3 separate regions of the Mus musculus genome follow, and regions 1 and 3 are each linked to region 2. A link is a contact called in public HiChIP or PLAC-seq and promoter capture Hi-C data. All regions are on one chromosome and are shown on one strand. Each heading gives the region's core, a stretch centred on a gene start, on an enhancer-like site or on the middle of the called end of the contact. The rest is flanking DNA. Distances are from core to core; before and after follow the strand shown. Region 1 holds the start of Fitm2 (fat storage-inducing transmembrane protein 2). Region 2 holds the start of Rbpjl (recombination signal binding protein for immunoglobulin kappa J region-like). Region 3 holds the start of Kcnk15 (potassium channel, subfamily K, member 15).

Evidence for each region. Promoter capture Hi-C pulls out the DNA fragments that hold promoters and counts their contacts. HiChIP or PLAC-seq counts read pairs in DNA pulled down with a chosen protein or histone mark.
Region 1: a FOXA1 HiChIP or PLAC-seq map of pancreatic cancer cells shows a contact between it and region 2. The contact joins the promoter of Fitm2 here to the promoter of Rbpjl in region 2. A contact is called at or near these places in 2 of 39 promoter capture datasets (embryonic stem cells and pre-B cells) and 1 of 115 datasets of contacts at active chromatin or transcription factors (pancreatic cancer cells).
Region 3: a promoter capture Hi-C map of embryonic stem cells shows a contact between it and region 2. The contact joins the promoter of Kcnk15 here to the promoter of Rbpjl in region 2. A contact is called at or near these places in 6 of 39 promoter capture datasets (the 3T3-L1 cell line, the C10 cell line, the HPC-7 cell line and 2 more) and 1 of 484 Hi-C or Micro-C datasets (embryonic stem cells).

Annotation. Positions count from the first base shown.
Region 1 is chr2:163,471,262-163,473,961 of GRCm38.p6, reverse strand. Fitm2 (fat storage-inducing transmembrane protein 2) reads left to right here and starts at 1,333. Exons shown (of 2, transcript NM_173397.4): 1 at 1,333-1,559. The coding sequence starts at 1,387. It overlaps 2310001K24Rik (RIKEN cDNA 2310001K24 gene), which reads right to left and starts at 1,417. Exons shown (of 1, transcript NR_028122.1): 1 at 959-1,417.
Region 2 is chr2:164,401,733-164,404,519 of GRCm38.p6, reverse strand. It overlaps Rbpjl (recombination signal binding protein for immunoglobulin kappa J region-like), which reads right to left and starts at 1,326. Exons shown (of 12, transcript NM_009036.1): 1 at 1,202-1,326; 2 at 1-61. The coding sequence starts at 1,223. It overlaps Matn4 (matrilin 4), which reads left to right. Exons shown (of 11, transcript NM_013592.4): 1 at 1-29; 2 at 2,558-2,678. The coding sequence starts at 2,600.
Region 3 is chr2:163,852,477-163,855,213 of GRCm38.p6, reverse strand. It overlaps Kcnk15 (potassium channel, subfamily K, member 15), which reads right to left and starts at 1,464. Exons shown (of 2, transcript NM_001030292.1): 1 at 1,125-1,464. The coding sequence starts at 1,464.

The DNA of each region.
Region 1 (2,700 bases), core at 84-2,583, 930 kb after region 2:
CTGATTTGTAGCACTTGCCAATTTCCTTAGTGCAAATACTTCTATTGTGGCTGATTTCAAGCTTCCTGTGTGATATCACAGAAGGGAGAAGAGAGCACAGAGGTGTTCCCGGGAGGCACAATGGATACAGGTAGGCTCAGGCATAGATAAACCAGATGTGATGGGACATGCTTGTAATCCCAGCACCCAAGAGGGAGGCTGAGACAGGAAGACAACACAGGTTCAAAACCAGCCCTCTCTATAAAGTGAGTTCCAGGCCAGCCAGGGTCACGTAAGAGATCCTGTTTCAAAATAGACAAACAAGAACATAAATAATAATAGAACATAGTAAAATAATTAGAAAGTGATGGGTTTGAGTTTTCACCTTGATTTTAAAGTGCTAATCTATAAACTACAGTCACTAAGGAATAACTCATGGTTGGGAAGCCCTGACTTTGACACCTAACATTACGGGCTAGGAGCTTAGCTAAGGGACAAAACTGAGTGACTGAGTCACCAGTACCTCATGTGAGCTCTGCAAACCTTGGGAGCCCAAGATGTTCAGTCAACAACACAGTTGATTCATCCTTTTTTTTTTCAGCTGATTCATTCTTACATTTATTTACTTATCTATTTATCTGTATTTATTTATTTATTTAGTGTGTGTGTGTGTGTGAGAGAGAGAGAAAGAGAGAGAGAGAGAGCAACTTATGGGAGTTGCCTTCCACAATGTGGAGAGAGCAACTTATGGGAGTTGCCTTCCACAATGTGGATCCCAAGGACTGAATCCAGGTTATTTGGTTTGGCAACAAGTGCCCTTACTTGTCTCAAAACCCGAAGTGGCACATGACTTTAATCTCAGTACTCTGGAGGTCAAGTTTAGGGGATCTCTGAGTTCGAGGCCACCCTGGTTATACAGAATGAGTTCCAAGTCAGCCAGGTCTACTTGGAGAAACCCAGTCTGAAAACAAAACAAGTAAATAAGATTTAAATTTATTAATGACTTTGCAAAGAAATTTCATCTGAAAAACCCTATAACTGACCCAATATACGGAACTCCCAAACTAGCTCTTAAGAAAGGTGGGTCTCTTGTTTGTTTTGCAGATAAAGAAAGCGAGAATCCCATCCCACAAACATGAGGGGAGCAGGTTGCCCAGGCAAAGAGCAGCCTGCAGTGATCTCAGCCAGTAGCTTGGGGGCGATGAGTGGAAGCGGCGCAGGTAAATGCAGACCTGCACTCTGCAGAGACCCATCAAGGCCACTAGAGGGAGACACGCCCTCTAGGGGGCGGAGCTTGCAGGAAGCGCGCATGCGCCCAGAGGGGATGTGGTGGTGCCAGCTCGGGCGAAGGGTAAGACGGTGGCCGAGAAGGCTCTGGAAGGCGGACGGTAGCCGAGAAGGACCGGCATGGAGCACCTGGAGCGCTGCGCGTGGTTTCTCCGCGGGACGCTGGTGAGGGCGACGGTGCGGCGCCACCTGCCCTGGGCGCTGGTGGCCGCCATGCTGGCGGGCTCGGTCGTCAAGGAGCTGTCCCCGCTGCCCGAGAGCTACCTCAGCAACAAGCGCAACGTCCTCAACGTGTGAGTGCATCGGGCTCCGGGCCCCCGCGCCCCAAGAAGCCAGTTGGATGCTGGGGCAGGCGAGTCATCGGGAGGGAGCCCTGTCTTGACAGGCGCGTCCGCGCGCGTGTCGCGACACTGGGACCCTGGGAAAGCAAGTGACATTCGCGCCTAGTATGTGAGCATTCCGATAGGAGGATCGAGTCGGTGACGGGTGGGTTATAAGTGACAGTGGGTACATTGGAGCGGCTATTCCCCCGCCCCCAGAGTTAGGCGCTTGCCCCTGTCCTGTTCAGGGAGATGTCACCTTCCTCTTGCCGGCTAGTCAGACACCCCTCTCTTAACCACTGTGGCAAAAATCCCACCGTTGACTTAAAGAACCACCTCTAGACCCACCCACCACCCCAAGAGCTTTTGCCATCCCTGCCCCATGTTAGTAGAAGCAAGCGTGAAACCTTTCACTCTGGTGACCTTTCTCCTGGATCTCCTTGGACTTTCTCAGTACTCTAAAGTGCATGGCAGTCACCCAGGAAAACAACCCCAGCCGATCTCGTTGGGACATCTCTCAAACTCCACTTATTTCTTTCCTAGTCCTTTAGAAACACTTACATCGTAAGTTTATTGCACAACACTCCGTTGGAGCTAGACAGGGAGTTTGGAAGATGAAATTGCTCCATCCATGTGAGCTTAATGCTTCAGACTAGTGAGTGTCTCCAGCTTGTGGACAATCTGCCTCTCTTGTTAATCTACTTCAAACCCGGTTTTCTCTTTTGGGCAACTGAGTCAGGTTTCTGACAGACCTTGGTTTTAACGAGGCTTTCCTTGTCAAGCCTGTGAAGGTTTTAGTAATGGGCCCTTTGGTGGCGTCTGAGAAACTACTGGAACCTAGGGAAGAAGAGCCCTGTCCTTGGCCCACCTTCATCCTTCCCCACTCGTAGTGGCTGGTCTAAGAATAGAGTGTAAGGGTGGTAGTTGTTCCAGATCTCTTTGGTGGGTGTTTTCTGCCCAGATCTCCAGGTCAGCCACCTTTCATGAGCTCAGAGGAGGCAGACATGGCAGATGTTGCTGTATCTGGCCTAATGAACCAGGAGCCCAGCAGCCTGGCACGCCAATTGTTTAGGGGTAGCCATGGATTCTAATGTTTTGTTCCAAGACATGATGC
Region 2 (2,787 bases), core at 77-2,576:
CGCACCTCTGAGCTGTCCGGCAGGCTCAGGTGAGTCAAAGGGCCCGGGGGCAACGAGGGGTCTGCAGGGAAGCCAGCGTAAAACCCGTAGGGGGACAAGTCTTAACAGCCTACGTGTCCACGTCTAACCTGCAGTACCTTTTCCGATCCCCCTCTGGCAAGGCCAACAAAATGCAGGTCCTCCTTCCCTAATCTCCCTCCACGCCTGGCACCTTCCCAAAGTGTCCTTTCCGGATTAGCTCTTGAACTCAGACCTCTTTGGAGCGCACTTTCCTTGGGAATGCACTTTCCCTATCCTAAGGGCGTCCGAGAAATTTCCTCTTCAATGCAAGGATCCTTATCAGGAGACCTGGGCTCACTCTAATGGGCCACTACTTCAAAGCAAGCCTTTGAACGATGATGACTCTCTTTGCCCTCCCTAGACCGCCCCCCCCCCCCCCGTGGAACAGCGGATTTGGAAAGCTGAAATTGAGAGGGCAGCTGTTTTGACTTTCTAAGAGTCCTGAGGTGCAAGCGACATCAAGTGCGTGTTGACTTAAGCCAAGAGGAGCTTAAGGGAGCCCTTAGTCAAGAGCCAACCCTGAGTTTCAAAGGCCCGGTGGAGCTATACTCAGATGTTTGCCCTGGGGTGCTGGCTCCGCTCTGGCCCACTCTAGAAAAGGCTTGCCTTTCCTCCTACCTCCACCATCAAGCCACTGGCACATCTAGCTAGCTTGTCACCTTACCACCACAGACCCTGCCAGAAGGATTTTTGTTCTTCTACCCTCGCTGGAAAGCCAGAAGGGAGAAGAATCTCGGATAGGAAGCTGGTCTGGAGTCAGAGCCACGCACCGGCCTTGCTCAGAATGGGCTCATTCAAGGAACTGGGGGGTTGAGGGAGGGGCAGCCGTGGGTTAAGGGGCGATGGCCTGCTCTGCCAAGAAACCACAGAAAAATGGATAGAGCAGGCTCAGTGTGCCGTGTGGGGGTGGGGTGGGGAACGGAAGAAAGGCTTAGTGATTCTTAGGTGCAAGGGAACCAGGCTTCTCTGGAGGAAGAGACAGGGGTGGGGTGTAGGGGGGTGAGAGCTAGGTTTAGTTCTGTGCCTGGAGCCCAGCTGGGTAGTCTTATTGGGCAGCACATTTTCCATCCGTACAGTGTGTGTGTTCCCTTAGTGGTTCTCAAGGGACCTAGTTAGGCTACACAGGAAGGAGAGGGCTCACCTGTTGTCTCCCTGGGGTCCATGGCTGCTCATCGAGGCCCAGGCCGCTCTCTTGCTGCCCTCTGGGCACATCTACCGCCACTGACTTCGATACCGTTCACACATCTAAGCCCCGATCCGATCCTCACACTGGATTTATCCTGTCCAAGCCTTATCTTCAAGGTCCCGGGACTCCCAGCGGCCTGTTTGCTCTGGGCAGGGACACCTGCTGGGCAGATGTAGGCTTCCCACGGCAGTAGAAGCCAGACCCAGCAGGCGCCCCCTGGCGGCCTCTCCTAAGAGCAGGCGAGAAACAGACACCGAGGCGTGTCTTGTGCAGGACTCCACTCTCTGGCCTACCACTAAGAACCCAGACCCCAAGAGCTGCTCTTTGGCGTGTGGCACGGGTTTGGGGGAATATGGGGAATGATTTCTGTCCGCAGAAGAAGAGAGTGTGGAGCACCTTAGCTGACTCACACACCAGATAGACAGGACTCTATCTCGGCCGCAGCCACTTTCCTGCTATAAGGCGTTGGGTAGCAGCATTTAATTTCTTAAAGCCTATTTCTGAATAGGGAGAACCGAACCAAAACAGCCTTAAATGTCGGAACTACAAAGAGGGTCAATGCCACAACGGAAAAGCACATTTAGCACTATATCTGGTATTTAGGAAGGGGTTCTTTCGGGGACTGGCAAGATGGCTCAGTGGGTAAAGGTGCTTGCTGTCGGGACTGACCACCGGAGTTCAGTCCTGTTTAATTCTGGGACACACACAGAGGAAGGAGAAAACGGACTTCAGCGAATTGCCCCCTGACCTCCACACGTGTGTGCCATAGTGTGTGAGCACACACCATATACATGTATATATATGTAACACACACACACATATATGGTGTGTATGCTATATAATATATATGATGTGTATGATCTGTAATATATATCATATATATGGTGTGTGTGTATATATATATATACACACATATGTATATAATTTTTTAATACAAGCGTTTATCTCCTTTTGAGTTTTATGTATTTTTATCTACTTCTTATTAACTTAGTGCCCTGTAGTTCTGTAAAATGCCATTTTTTACAAAGGCTCCTCTGTGAGTTTCAGCAATCCCAGTGTGGTGACATCAAAAAATTATCATGAGCCTTTTTGTTTTGTTTTGAGAAAGAATCTCACTATGTAGCCCTGGGTGGCCTGGAACTCACTATGAAGAACAGACTGGTCCTCAAACTCCCAGAGATCTGCCTGCCTTTGCCTCCCGAGTGTGCAGCTATGCCTGGCAAAACATTTTGAACATACGCAAAGCCAGAGTGTTCATCCCCTGCAATAAAAGCACCGTCAAAACTGTTGCTTTGCGACCTTCTTTTCTAGCTGCAGGCTGTGACACTGTGGTTCGTCATCCTTCCAAGCACCATGAGAGGCCCCTGCTGCTGGCCACTCTCTCTGTTGCTGCTCTTCCTGCAGTCCTGGGAAACTCAGCTCCAGTCTGCAGGTGAGTTGGATCCCAGCCCTCACCATGGGAGGAAGGGAGCAGCAACGTTCTCTATCCACAGTGAGCCAGGGTTGCCAGGAGGGGTTGGCACACTGGTGGAAGGATGGGT
Region 3 (2,737 bases), core at 215-2,714, 550 kb after region 2:
GCATGGCAAATAAGAGAGGTCTTGAGGTTGGAACTTGTAGACAAGAGAGGGCAGAAGTGTCGAACGGGAGCTGGCTCTAGACTTGGCAAGTAATAAATTATTACTAACAAACAATACCTGCATAGCCTCTGGCCCCATGCTGGGCCCTCATTCGCCCGGCAAGGCAGAACATTCACATTTTGCCTTTGACAAAAACGTGTGCCAAGAGGGCACAGCCACTTGCCTGAGAAGGCTGGTAGCAGGAGATACTCCGAACTCAGCGTTTGGGGTTGCATGGGTGCTTAAACCCACAGCTTTTGTGCAAGTGCACTCTCCAAGGTGTGGGCTGCTGGTTTGTTCCACTGAGGGAGACTGTAGGCACACCTAGCAACTACAGCTGGAGCCCAGCACCAAGGGGCTAGCTAACAGGTTTGAAGCCCTAGGGAGCCTGCTTCTGCAGGTTCCTCAGGCTTAGGACCTCGGGTCCTGGCCAGATGTGGTTATGGTAACAGCTAGAGTCCAAATGGTATACATAGGGGCTCCTCTGGCTGCCCCAACGTGAGATCAAAGCTTTGTAATTAGTCATTCCCTTAAAAAGTTATTGGACGCCTATTAGACTCTCTGACCACACAGCAGTCAAAAGACAAGGGAGAGTGCTGATATCACGGGGTTAACGGATAACTGTTATCTTATATACAAACAATCTTGTTTTCATAATGTTTTCTGTGGGTCAGGCCCTATGCTAAAACGATCTACACACATTATCTCCTTAATAATAATCTCTATCACAGCTCTGCATTCCTCCCTCCTCCTTGCAAGACATATTAGCAATCCTAGTTTTCAAAGAACACTCAGAGAAGGCTCAGAGAAGTCAAGAAACTTATCTAAGGTCACATAGCTGACACAATGGGACAAGAAAGCCTCACTTCTGTTCACCCCGAGAGCCCAGGGTTTCTAGTATCCACCCTTGTGTGGGTGCCTACAGCCTTGTGTCAGCTAACTGATTGCCCCCATTTTGCTCAGCGAGGCAAATGCGCCTCAGCGTGCTGGCAAGCCCTTTCCAAAGTCAAAGGGGCGGAGGTGGGATCGCACCGGAGGAGAGATCAGGACTGAGTGGGGCAGAGGGGAGGCTCCGGAGGGCTCACCGATGGTGGTGATGACCGTGATGGCGAAGTAGAAGGAGCCTGCGAAGCGCCACTGGCGGCCGGCGCGGTGCGGCTCGGCCTGCAGCGCCAGGCGCTCCAGCTCGCGGTAGTCGTCGGCGGAGAAGCGGTACTTTCTGCGGAACTCGCCCCGCTTCCGAGCCAGCAGCCGCTGCCGGCTGCGCTCCGCCTCGGATTCCAGCGCATCGAAAACAGCGGCACCCACCAGCAGGTAGGACAGGATGCACAGAATGAGCGCCGCCGTGCGCGCGCTCTGCTTCCTCATCGCGGCTCTCCCGCTCCGAGTGCCGGTTTCCGTGCGCCCCGACGGCTCCAGCTCCATCTCCGCCGCGCCCGGCTTACAGCAGGGGGCGGGCTCTGAGCTCTCCCGACGCTCCCCGCCCTAACCCACGCAGGGGCCCGCAGGGACATCTGGAGCAGAGGCCCGGTCCAGGTGTGCACAGCAGCAGCAGCCTCCATCCGTAACTCGCCCTAGCTCTTGGGGGCTCGGGACCCTTTCCTTTCTCCCGTCTATCATTTAGCAAATATTCACCAAGCGCCCTCTGGTGCCCACCCTTCTCCGTGGGAGTAGAACGGGTATGCCGGCAAGCAGGGATGGATGACAAATGGACAAAACGATGAAGTAAGACAGGTGTGATGAAGGAGGAAAACGCTTGGGGAGGTGCGTGCCAAGTCATCCAGGAGTGACCAGGGAGAGAAAATCCAGGCCACACACGTAGGTCCCTCGCTAGAGCAGAAGGGAGGTGACTTGGTGACAGGGAACAGCAAAGAAGCTGGTGTGACTGGAGCCAAGAGAATTAGGATGCAGGCTGGAGAGACAGACAGGAGGGCCAGAGAGAAGTGACTTCTACAAATTCATTTTTTGTTATTTAATTTTTATTTTATATTTGCCTGCATGTATGTCTGTGTACCACTTTTACAGTGCCCATGGAGGCCAGAAGAGGGTGTAGGATCTCCTGGAACTGGAGTTACAGCCGCTTATGAACCACCATGTGGGTGCTGGAAATCAAACCCCAGGTACTATGATCTTAACCACTGAGCCACCTTGCCAGATCCCAGGCTGGTTTTTCAGGACAGTCGAAACCTTTTTTTCTTTTCTTTTCTTTTCTTTTCTTTTCTTTTCTTTTCTTTTCTTTTCTTTTCTTTTCTTTTCTCTTCTCTTCTCTTCTCTTCTCTTCTCTTCTCTTCTCTTCTCTTCTCTTCTCTTCTTCCCTTCCCTTCCCTTCCCTTCCCTTCCCTTCCCTTCCCTTCCCTTCCCTTCTCTTCTCTTCTCTTCTCTTTTCATCTCTTCTCTTCTCTTCTCTTCTCTTCTCTTTTCTTTTCTTTTCTTTTCTTTTCTTTTCTTTTCTTTTCAAAGGCATCAGAGCCAGGCATGGCGGTCCACACTTATAATCTCAGTGCTTGGGAGGTGGAGGCAGGGAAGACTAGAAGTTCAAACCCAGACTAGGCTAAATGACATCATGTCTTACCACCACACCTTGGAAAAAAAAACAAGGGGCTGCCACATGGAAGAGAAAAGGTGGCTGAGTGGAGACCAGCCAGGGGAATGGTGTCAGTCAGGTATGGGCTCGGGGGGCTAGCCTTCAATAACAGAT